Linked DNA regions of Mus musculus: regions 1 and 2 are each linked to region 3. Evidence: chromatin contacts called from public HiChIP or PLAC-seq data. All regions are on one chromosome and are shown on one strand. Each heading gives the region's core, a stretch centred on a gene start, on an enhancer-like site or on the middle of the called end of the contact. The rest is flanking DNA. Distances are from core to core; before and after follow the strand shown. Region 1 has its middle 120 kb from the start of 4930441J16Rik. Region 2 has its middle 130 kb from the start of Lnpk. Region 3 has its middle 86 kb from the start of Gm31534.

Region 1 (3,463 bases), core at 310-2,809, 310 kb after region 3:
GTAGTGTTTACCCAGCACGCCCAAGGCCCTGGGTTCCAGCCCCAGCACTGCATAACCAGGTGTGGGGGCACATGTCTATCATTCAGCACTTTGGGGGTGTCGGCAAGAGAATCAGGGATGCAAGGCCATCCTTGGCTACTTAGAGAATGCAAGGCCAGCCTGGGTTACGTAAGACCTTGCCTCAAAGACCCACAAACAAGCTTGTAAAAGCACTCTGGAACAACCTATCATTTCTCTTTCCGTGAAGACATGGGAAGACATGAAGAAACCCACGGGCTTCAGAGTTATGGAACAGAGGAAGAGGAGTGTTCCGGCTCCCTTGGGACATTTTTTTCTTCACTCTTGGTACTGTGAGCATCAGTCAGTGACACGGGTGGAAACCAGCACTCAGGTTAAACTGCACAGACTCCCCACCAACATCTCTACCCACCTCCGACTAACAGTAATGTTGATTGTACCGAGAGGGAATTACTCAGTAAAATTTTCTTCTAAATCACCCTTGAAGATATGATCTAAGCTAACCACATAATGCTGATTAAAAGGCTGAGGTGAACCATAAGCAACTTGCTTTGGTTGCTAGTGGCAACAATTATTTCGGATGCCCTAGGCTTCCAACTCTGTAAATTAAAGCTCGTTTCCCTGTACCTCATAAGGGTTGGTGAATTATGCAAATATTTTTTTTCTGTATGAAATTAGATAATGGTCTCACTACTTTTTATAATCAAGCATTATAAATCCCACAAGTTACTTTCTGATTTAAAACCTTGTCCTTGATCTAGGTCAACTAAGATCAAGTGCAAATGTGTTAGCCTTTAGATCAACTCTATGGAATCAAGTTATATTCATTCGGAAGCATGGGATTTTTCTAGCGTAATTAAGCTACTTTGGCAAAACCTTTAATAAAAAACTGATTTAGGCCATTCTAAAAAATTATTGTTTCAACAATCATCCATCTTTTATTTTATTTTATTTTATTTTATTTTTACTCAGAGCTAACGCCTTTGAGACAGCATTTCATCCCAGTATCATAAATGAAAATTAACAGAAATTTGATTTGCTAATGCACAAATACAGCTTCGAGGTCCGACTTCAGCCAGGCACAGCCATTTAAAACAAAATCAATGAAAACCAAATTACTCAAAGTAGTTCACAATTAATCCACAAACTTGCTTGTACTCTTGTTTTCCCCAAGGGAACATTTTTTAAATGCAAATTGTTCAAATACTCTAATTGTTTCAAAAGCATTTGCTAGTGTGTGTTTTGTCCTATTTCCCAGAATTTTTAATTTCATGACGGCATGACTCAAGAGACAGCCCAAACCCTGATCCCACTGGACCAACGCAACCTGAAGCTGTAAACGAATGGTTCCTAGCTCCCGGCCATCCCGGCTCACTTGACCCTTGTCTACCCAGCACAGGAAAGCGGCTTGGCTGGGTTCCGCAGTAAGGGAATGAAGTACATCCATTGCTCACGATTATTAGCTGGAGTGGAATGAGCCTCCTCCTTATTATGCAGATTAGCGGAGCTCTCAGTCCCAGCATATTGTGCAGATGCGGGCTAGCAGCTGCTCTTACAGATGGCGAGTACACAACTCCATTAGGCTGGATCTATTGTCTGCTCCTGGCTTGTGTGGAGGCTGGGGCCGACGCAGAGAAGAGAAATTGTTTCAGGACGAGATGTAAAGGCGCACACACTCTCTTAAAAACCAGCACCCAGGAGACTCTTTACGCAGCAGGGCCGACAGCACTCAAATTAGAAATCTACCCTAAATAAGGACTTTCGTATGTCACAATTAAGCTTGTGTATTTTTTTAAAGCAGATTAACCATTAAAATTGAGTAGTATAATTCAAATTCTGCAATGCCACGCTATTAAATATTCAGATTAAAAACAAATCCTGAGAGATTCATTCAGAAATTTGCACAACGTTCAGCTCCTCTGGGACCTTGTGTTTAGTTAGCTCCTTCACAAGGAGGCAAGTTTATCTTCCATAACATCAAATGTGATTGAGAATCAGCGTTAGGGAGTTTGTCCTTTTAGCGTTATTATTTATACTGAGGAACATCAAAGCGGTTGATTGGAGTTAGTCTGGAGTGAAAGTATGTGTGAAGACTCGCTTTTGTGGGCGAATCATTTTTGTAAGTTCTTAGTAAATCACATTGCTGCAAAATTTGGGGTATGGGGTAAAATAATTTCATTGCTATTTGAAGACATTAAGGTATATGACGGACAGGGTTGGTTTGGTTTTCAGCCTATGTTCCTCTAGGCTTCAAGTTCTGAAGGGTGCTGAGGGAACCAGAACCTTCAGAACAATGGATGGCAACTGTCAGGATGGTAAGGGCATTGTTTAAACTGCCTATCAAAATTAGGGCTCTCTGTAAAATAAGATTGGTGAAAGCTTAAGAGATTCAGGCTGCAGGTGACACCACAGACAGGAAGCGGTGACTCTCACCTCCTACCTGTCCGGGCAGATAGCAGAATGAAATCATTTTAAAGAGTATTTTTAAAGACACCTGTTTAGAATCAGGTTTATCAGGGTAAAAGGAAAAGGGAAAGAATGTAAATGGATTAATATGGAACCATATTTTCCAAACTTTATCTTATGTATTTCATACATTTTAATTAAAATAAAATTATATTAGTTTCCCCTTCCCTTTCCTCCCTCCAGTCCCCCCAAGTGTCCTTCCTTGGTAGGACAGCCTTTTCTTCCTCAAATATTATTGTTATTTCTGTGTTTCTGTCTGTCTGTCTATCTGTCTGCCTCTCAGTCTCTGTTTCTCTGTCTCTACTTCTCTGTTCGTGTTTCTGTCTCTCTGCCTCTGTCTGTGTCTGTGTGTGTGCATTCATGTGTGTGTTGCACAGATGTATACATAAAATCTTTAAAGTCCATTTTTGTTGGCAGTGTGTATATGGTTTCAGAACTGACAATTTTGCATTGAACAACCAATTGGGAGGCTCATTCCTAGTAGAGGCTAACTCTCCCTCTTTCAGCAAACATGTAGTTTCTTGTCCACAAATGAGACCGGTGAGATTCTCCCCGCCCCTTTCAAGTTAACACATCTATTGATACTGCCATTGCTCAGATCTTCTTTATGCAGCCACTTCTATGAGAGACAGTGTCACAGCAGACTTCCCGGTATTCTGGCTCTGATAAACTTCCCATCTTCTGAGATGTTCCCTAAGCCACAACATGTGGAAGATGTGGTGCAGATGTATCCACTGGTGTTGGGTTCCCCATGATCTGTTACAGGTCTCTGCATTGTGCAGTTGTAGCTCTGTGTGACCATTTTCATTGCTATAAGGAGATGCTTCTTGGATGGGGAGTAGGAACTATACTCGTTTGTGGGTATAAGGACACAGTATATAATGTAGTTAGGAAATACACTATCTAGCAAAGCCATTGTAGTAGATTCTCTTGTAAGACCCATGACCTCACCAGGCTTGGGAAACTGGCTAGGTTTCCA
Region 2 (3,319 bases), core at 474-2,973, 330 kb after region 3:
GCTCCTCAACAGCACAGGCCCAAAGCAAAGGTGCAATTTAATTCTTACCCTGAAACACAGCCCATTTGGAGGGACACCAGTCACTAGGGTATTGTTAGTGCCTTGAAATGGCCAACAGGGATTGCTGACTCTGCGAACATCCCCCGGAAAGGCAAGCATTCTATTTGAATTACTAACATAACAGATGCTTGCTAGGATCCACCATGCAGCCCGCATACAGTTATGCTAATTTGGCAGCACTTCTCTTCCCGTTAGCTCGGAGCCATTAGAGCACCCAGCTAGTAGGTCCTTCTGTCTAACTAATAATTGCCTATTATTGATATTAATTAACATTTTTTGCACCTTTCCTCGGTTTTGACCTAGTATCTGTTGGTAGTCTAATCACTGTGGCCTATTAAAAGTCAAAATACAGGGGCCTAGAGTAGTCACAAGCCATTTATCAAAAAGCAAACAAGGCCAATTAAACAGGCAGCCAGACAGTTGTCTTGATTCGCCTCTGACTGTTTTCTTGATCACCATTATAAATTGCTAATAGGGCAGAAAGCGCTAAGCGGGGAGCATCTGCGGGGGGCTGGATATTGCTCACTCCCTGCCTGGTGACAGGTGAGAGGGGGCCCAGTGATGGTCTTATTGATGCGAACTGCCCATCAGTTGGTAGTTATTGTTAAAGTTCATGATGCTACAGCTGATCCCGTCCTGCTGAGAGTCAATCAAATTAATTAGAGCTAGAAAAATCTTCTTTATTATTTTAGAGCATGGATATAGAAGTCCTGTGATTTAGATCCAAAGGCAATGAAGAAAAAAAAATCTCCATGTAGTATGGTGTGGAAAAAAATCAGATATTGCTTCTTCCATTATTTATAATAAGGGCTGCGGCTAAAGGTTTTTATAGGCACAGATCAAGAGATCATAATAGAAGCATATTGACAGATTTTTTTTTCTGCAATACTCCAAGGAACCGGCTGTAGCAGGAAAATATATCAAAACCTTATCATCAGACCTGAGATCTTCTGTGAAAAATCAATAAAGAGTTATACATGGTTTGAGTTTAAACAGTTCTCTGTAGTCATTTAAACATAGTGCATCTGTATAGCCTTTTACCTCTGGAGACAGGTAACCTAGCAACTGCAGGGCTTAAACCGATTAACTACAAATGAAGTACTGTACGCCTATCAAAGCAATTGTTCATCGTAGCCTTTGTTGCAGAGACTAAGCTAATTGAACATGATACAGTATGAAGATAATTAACACCCATGAGTTTGTTAATTGCCTGTTAGCATTACAACACACTCTCCCCGTTTCTTTTTAACTGTCTCCTTTGTAGCCTCTTACTTCCCTTAAAATGGTGCAGGACCTCTTTAACTAGCAATGATATCTTCGAGTTTATTAACCCTTTTTAAATTGGGGGAAGCGGGGTGGGGGGCTGCGAGGGGGGGTGGAGAAAGAAAGAAAAAGCTCCGTCTTAATGAAGCATTGCATTGCGTGTGCTTGTTAAATGCAAGCTTGGCTTTGTCTCTCTCTACTTTCTCAAGATTGGGAATTTGTTTTACAGATACTGTACAAACTATGTTTATTTTTCGTGCTAATTTCTTTCAAGCAATTTAGCCATTATAGCATGCTCTCTGGAAAAAAACCCAAAATAACACAGGACTTGAGTGAGCCTCTTTATGACTCCGGCTGCTCTGCTCTTGAGAAGGAGCAGGGAATGTCTTTGAGGAGTGGAATATTAATTGAATGCAGCATCTGGTCAGCAGCTGGCTGGATCCGGTTGTCCTGTTCCCACCGAGCAGGCGAGAAAGAAGTGCTGTTGCATCTGTTTGCCAGGCTTGTGTTTCCCTTCCGAGCAGTGGACTAAATGAACCCCCATTTTATCTCTGCTGGATCACTACATGGATGCCAGAAAATCAATTGGGCAGGAAAATCTGTTAATCTAAAGTGAATTTAATCTTAGGAATCATTTCAAATAAAAATTTTCAATCATTACCTTTTTGGAAAAACACTTCTCTCCCCGCCTCCCCACCCCCCCCCCCCACAAGTGTGAGCGTTTGTGTCGTAACAATATTTTGAAAGCACCTATTATAAGAGTAATTCAACGTCAATAGGATTATCTAGCAAAGGACACTTGCTTTGGGGAGGCAGAAGAGATGTTTTAAGAGGAAATGGGAGCCCAATGGTATATGGACAGAAACGATTAAGGCACTTGGGCCCAGGACACGTGGAGCCTGACAATAGACCCTTCTCATGTCGAGAAGGAGTACTTTGGTTGTGTCACGATTGTTTAACTTGGATTTTCCTACACAATCTGCTGTGTTTATCATTACTGTACTGTGGCTTAATCCTTGCTGGTATGCCAGCCCCAAGAGGGTCACTTCTAGTGTCCAATTACAAGTTCTGTCATCAATCACAAGTATTATTTATTCAACAAAATGAATTACTAATTAATAACTAATGAACATTATGGCCTTGAAGGCTATAACATTATTAATTACAGTTGGCATGAAAGGGGTCTACCTGGCACATTTTCACCACAATTAGCCCTGGAAGTTTTCGTGTAAAATGTCTATTAAGAGAGCCAACGAGGAAAGGCTGGCTTCATTGCTTCCCTCTATAAGGCTTCTGGGCAGGACCCTACCACACCACCCCCATGATCCCAACAATGATTTTCCTGAATGGCTGGAGACAGGAGGAAGAGAAGTTTCCTACATGAGACTGCACCCTCCCAGCCCTGCATGCTAAAATGTCACCAGAGGATTCTGGACCACAGTGGAGCAGGTGGAATATGGTCACTGCCTTATTTTTAGATGTGGTCCTAAGCTCTGGGTGCAGGCATTGCTCAGCAGCTAAATCTTAAGCAGGCAGCTGGTGGGCCAGAACTGCCCGCTTCTGTCCAGAGTCAGGCACAGTGTGTCCTCTCACCTTGAGGACCCTTCTCATCACAGGCTATAGAGGAGATGCTGTGAAATGCTCTTGCCCACAGCTGAGCCAAGAGGAAGCAGTAGTTTAAAGAATGTACGCAGGAAAGCACAACAATGTTCTCAGGCTCTTTGAAAGCAGAATGGATCTACTCCCTCTGCTCCATGGACGTAGCCGCCTTGCCTAATGCCTTGCAGGGGTTGGTGAAACCATGGGTGGATGAGAAAGTGTGGCAAAGACAGTGTAAAGTCATGGGGATGTTAGAAAGGAAAACTCCCCTTTTTCTTTTTCTGGAGAAAGAGAAGAGTTTCTCAGACAGTGAATCTGTGGTTTGGACACTCATTTCACCCTCGGCGCTACAGGGATTTTGGAGCACAAGTGATTGCATTGCCCTGATTAACTGCAG
Region 3 (3,444 bases), core at 890-3,389:
GATGTGCCTTCTCGTGTATTAGGAGACAATGGTACTAAAATGTTAGTTCTTTACAATCATGATCAAAATAGCAACTTATTTAGTGTGACAAGACAATAGAAATGACCATGGGCAGTCAAAAAAAATTAAAAAAAAACCCCAACAACAACAACAACAACAAAACCAAACCAACCAAACAAACAAAAAAAACCACAGCTGAGATCCAGTGCTGTCTTTCATTGTCACCCGTACAAAGCTTCAGTAAATAAAACAGTGTGATGTTGGCAGACAGACAGATGGGTAAGACATTTGGACAGAAATGTTACAAAACAAAGACATACTGATGGTAAATACGTACATGAAAAAAATGCCTAATGACATTAGGAGGGTGTAGGTTGTGATCACAGTGAGACATCGCCATAGACCTATGGAAATGGGTAAAATGAGAAGAATTAGTCACATACAGTACAGTGTGGAGGAACGGGAGCTACCAGACACTGCTGCTGGTGGAGATGTAAAAACAATCCAGCTGGCGAAAGTGTGACAGTATGACCCAGCCACTGCACACACACACATCAAGTGTCCACCCAACAATCCAACCATTGCACACACACATCAAGTGTCCACCCAACAACCTAGCAATGGAAGGAGGGAGGTGTCCACTGTCTTGACAGATAGTGGCTACATAGGTCTAAACATGGCCAGTCTATTAAGTTGTGTACTTTAAGTGGTGGAGTTTATCCTACAGTAAAGCTGATCTTTAAAAGTGCCTCAAAGAAAGTAGGGTAACTGACAGTGAAAATAACGGGTCACCTTCAATGCCAACTTCCCAACAGCACAAGAGCCTGTGGTTGCCAGCTCCATTGTGGGTCCTCTAATGGCTGGGTGCAGAACTCTTCGAGTTTGCTTGTCTGACATTTAGAAGGTTAATAAAGAACTGTGGATAAACAGCCTCAATTAACTCATAAAAGTGATTTGGACAGGAACAGCTTCTCATCAGATGAGGGGGAGGGGCTGCAGATCTATGGTTCTTGCTTCTGGTTTCAGCTGGAAGACGTAGGGCTTACTTAGGATAGCTAGAAAATACCATGAAGACCAGACCAAGCTGCAGGTACATGTATAAAAACCCCCTTTTAGGAAATTCCTGGCCAGTGGTCAGTTGTAGACTGAAATTGAGTCTGCCATGCATGAGCGTCCGGGATGCTCACAGAGGCAGTCATTTTGAAAAATCAACCACGAGCAACTGTGGTCCTTCTAAATTTGCTTTAGACTATTGGATCTTTTTCCTCTTCATTTTAGAGATTGTGTGTGTGTGCCATTTTAAGAATTTGTAGCAAAGACTGCTACATAAACTGCTAGTCACACTTGCTGGGGAACTTTGCAAATAAAAACCATAAAAACAGTGTTAGCTTATTAAACAAACAGAAAGAACTTAATAGCATAGAACTTGGGTGCATAAAAGCTCGGGATGGCTTCCGAAATAGCGTACATCACATAAAACGAATTACAACCAATAGATCTAGGTCTAGTTTCTGAGTGTCCACTTCGTTTTTAGTTAAGACAAACATCAGGATTGTTGTAATATTAACACCATTCCCTAACCATTTGATTGTTGTTATTTCTTAGTATTCCTGAGCCATGAAAGCATCGTGCACAGGGCTCTGCTCTTGCACAGAGAGGCGGGCTTTTCTGTAAGAGAGTTGCTGCCTGCGATGGTGGGCTGCCTGCTGTCGTGTTTACCTTCACTGGGGCTGCCTGGCTATTGTCGAGCCAGTTGAGATGATTCATGGGTCTGACAGATGTCTGGTACAGCTGGATGTGTCCTTGATTATCCCAAAAGTCTGGACAGCACTGTCATTCACCATTGCCCAAATTATCTTTGTATTGACTGTGGAACCCTTGGTGACAGCGCTGTAATGGCTAATTACCCAAGATACCACTGGTACGCACTTCATAATGGCTTAGTGAAAAAGGAAAAGACTGTAAGGAAATGAGGAAAAAAAATACTAATAAAAGTAACATCCTGTTCTGTGCAAAGAACAGACTCTGCTGCAGTAGAGTGTGTGTATTTATTTGACATCATGCAGTCTATGCTAATGAAATCCAGGGCCACAATAGGAGAAGCATAGATTCTCATGAAACGTGTAAGGGAGGGATAAAACGTAAAGAACGCTGACAGTGATGAATTATGGACAATAGAAGGAGCTATTAGCTGGGAGACAATCGTATGCATGGCATACTCGGGAAAGGCATGACAAGTGGCAATTTGCCTGCCTCGCCTGCTGCAGGGGTTGGAGGCGAAAGAGTACGTTCTGTTTAGCAAATGGCCTCCCCAGAAATGGAGAGGAGGGAGGGAAAGAGGAGGCGCTTAGTAAATCTGCTCCGGGGGCAAGAATGGGAAGCCGAGGTTTCATTTCCCCCTATAATGCCATAAATTAGCCCACTTTGACAAACATAGCTCCCTCAAAGCAGATATATATTAGGAGGGGGAAAGAGAAGGGAATAGAAGGCACAAAATCCCATTTTGACTTTTAGTGGAGATGATGAGGTCCCGGGAGGGCAGACAAAGCAGGCCGGGGAACAGCTTTCCACACAAAGAATGCAGTGATTCGCCACATCCTGTCCAGGCCGTGTCTGAATGTCACTCCTATCTTAATTACTAGACTAACAAAGCTATCCCGTTCTTCTAGAATCTCTGCCTCCGTTCTCACAATGCAAGAGGAGAATCTGATGAAAGGTTGCTCGTGAGTCTTTATGAAGCCAGGAGGTGAGGTCAGGGGCCTTGGGGAGGCGGAGTAGAGGAGGATGATGGGTGAAGACCGGAAGGCCTGATGCTCTCTTGTTCTTGATCGACATGGGTACTCCCCTGAGTTTTGTAGCAAGTGGCTTGGTGGGACAGCTGTGACAAAGTCGGGGACATGATGCATCACCCCTGGCCTTCCAGTTGGAAAGGGGGAGATTGTCTCTTTCTTTGACCCTATACTTGTGCAGTGATCTCAGGCCTAGTCACTCACAAAGCACGGGATACGAGCAGTGTGACTTGAGGACTGTGGGTACTGCATTCTGACTCACTGAATTATTCCTTTAGCTGAAGAACTTCAGTCCATTGTTTTGGACCACCTCAAATACTTCATTGTGTCCTCCCTGAGTTCTCTCGGATGCTTCTTGATGGTCCCAGAGGTGTTCCTCTGTCCACTGATTCTCAGTAAGGACCATAGTGATGGTGTAGGAGAGAGACGGACAGGAATTTGGGCGAGAATATCTCCTGAGCCCTGTGCTGATACCCTGCCCCTGCCAATCATATGGGCGAATACTTCTGTGTCCATCAAGCAAATTTTCCCTTTGAAAATGACTTGGATTGAAACAAGTTAATTCCCCCTAGAACTCTGGTTAGTTGGAGTTATTTTGTATTTTTTAAAAAAATGACAATCACATTTTCAAAACACGTAGGTGATACGTTTGTAT

Evidence for each region. HiChIP or PLAC-seq counts read pairs in DNA pulled down with a chosen protein or histone mark.
Region 1: a contact with region 3 is called in an H3K4me3 HiChIP or PLAC-seq map of embryonic basal ganglia, with 2.8 times the contacts expected there. The contact joins two enhancer-like sites. A contact is called at or near these places in 1 of 484 Hi-C or Micro-C datasets (nephron progenitors) and 2 of 115 datasets of contacts at active chromatin or transcription factors (differentiating embryonic stem cells and embryonic basal ganglia).
Region 2: a contact with region 3 is called in an H3K4me3 HiChIP or PLAC-seq map of embryonic basal ganglia, with 2.4 times the contacts expected there. The contact joins two enhancer-like sites. A contact is called at or near these places in 4 of 115 datasets of contacts at active chromatin or transcription factors (embryonic basal ganglia, embryonic hindbrain, embryonic stem cells and 1 more).

Annotation. Positions count from the first base shown.
Region 1 is chr2:74,425,417-74,428,879 of GRCm38.p6, forward strand. No RefSeq gene overlaps it. Among named protein-coding and RNA genes, the nearest start is that of 4930441J16Rik, 120 kb to the left of the region's middle. Within about 2 kb of position 1,560, at least 46 of the 459 cell types and tissues checked have an H3K27ac peak or open chromatin away from gene starts, as enhancers often do. A contact at or near this core is called in embryonic basal ganglia, where this site is marked.
Region 2 is chr2:74,450,073-74,453,391 of GRCm38.p6, forward strand. No RefSeq gene overlaps it. Among named protein-coding and RNA genes, the nearest start is that of Lnpk, 130 kb to the right of the region's middle. Within about 2 kb of position 1,724, at least 38 of the 459 cell types and tissues checked have an H3K27ac peak or open chromatin away from gene starts, as enhancers often do. A contact at or near this core is called in embryonic basal ganglia, where this site is marked.
Region 3 is chr2:74,117,567-74,121,010 of GRCm38.p6, forward strand. No RefSeq gene overlaps it. Among named protein-coding and RNA genes, the nearest start is that of Gm31534, 86 kb to the right of the region's middle. Within about 2 kb of position 2,140, at least 13 of the 459 cell types and tissues checked have an H3K27ac peak or open chromatin away from gene starts, as enhancers often do. A contact at or near this core is called in embryonic basal ganglia, where this site is marked.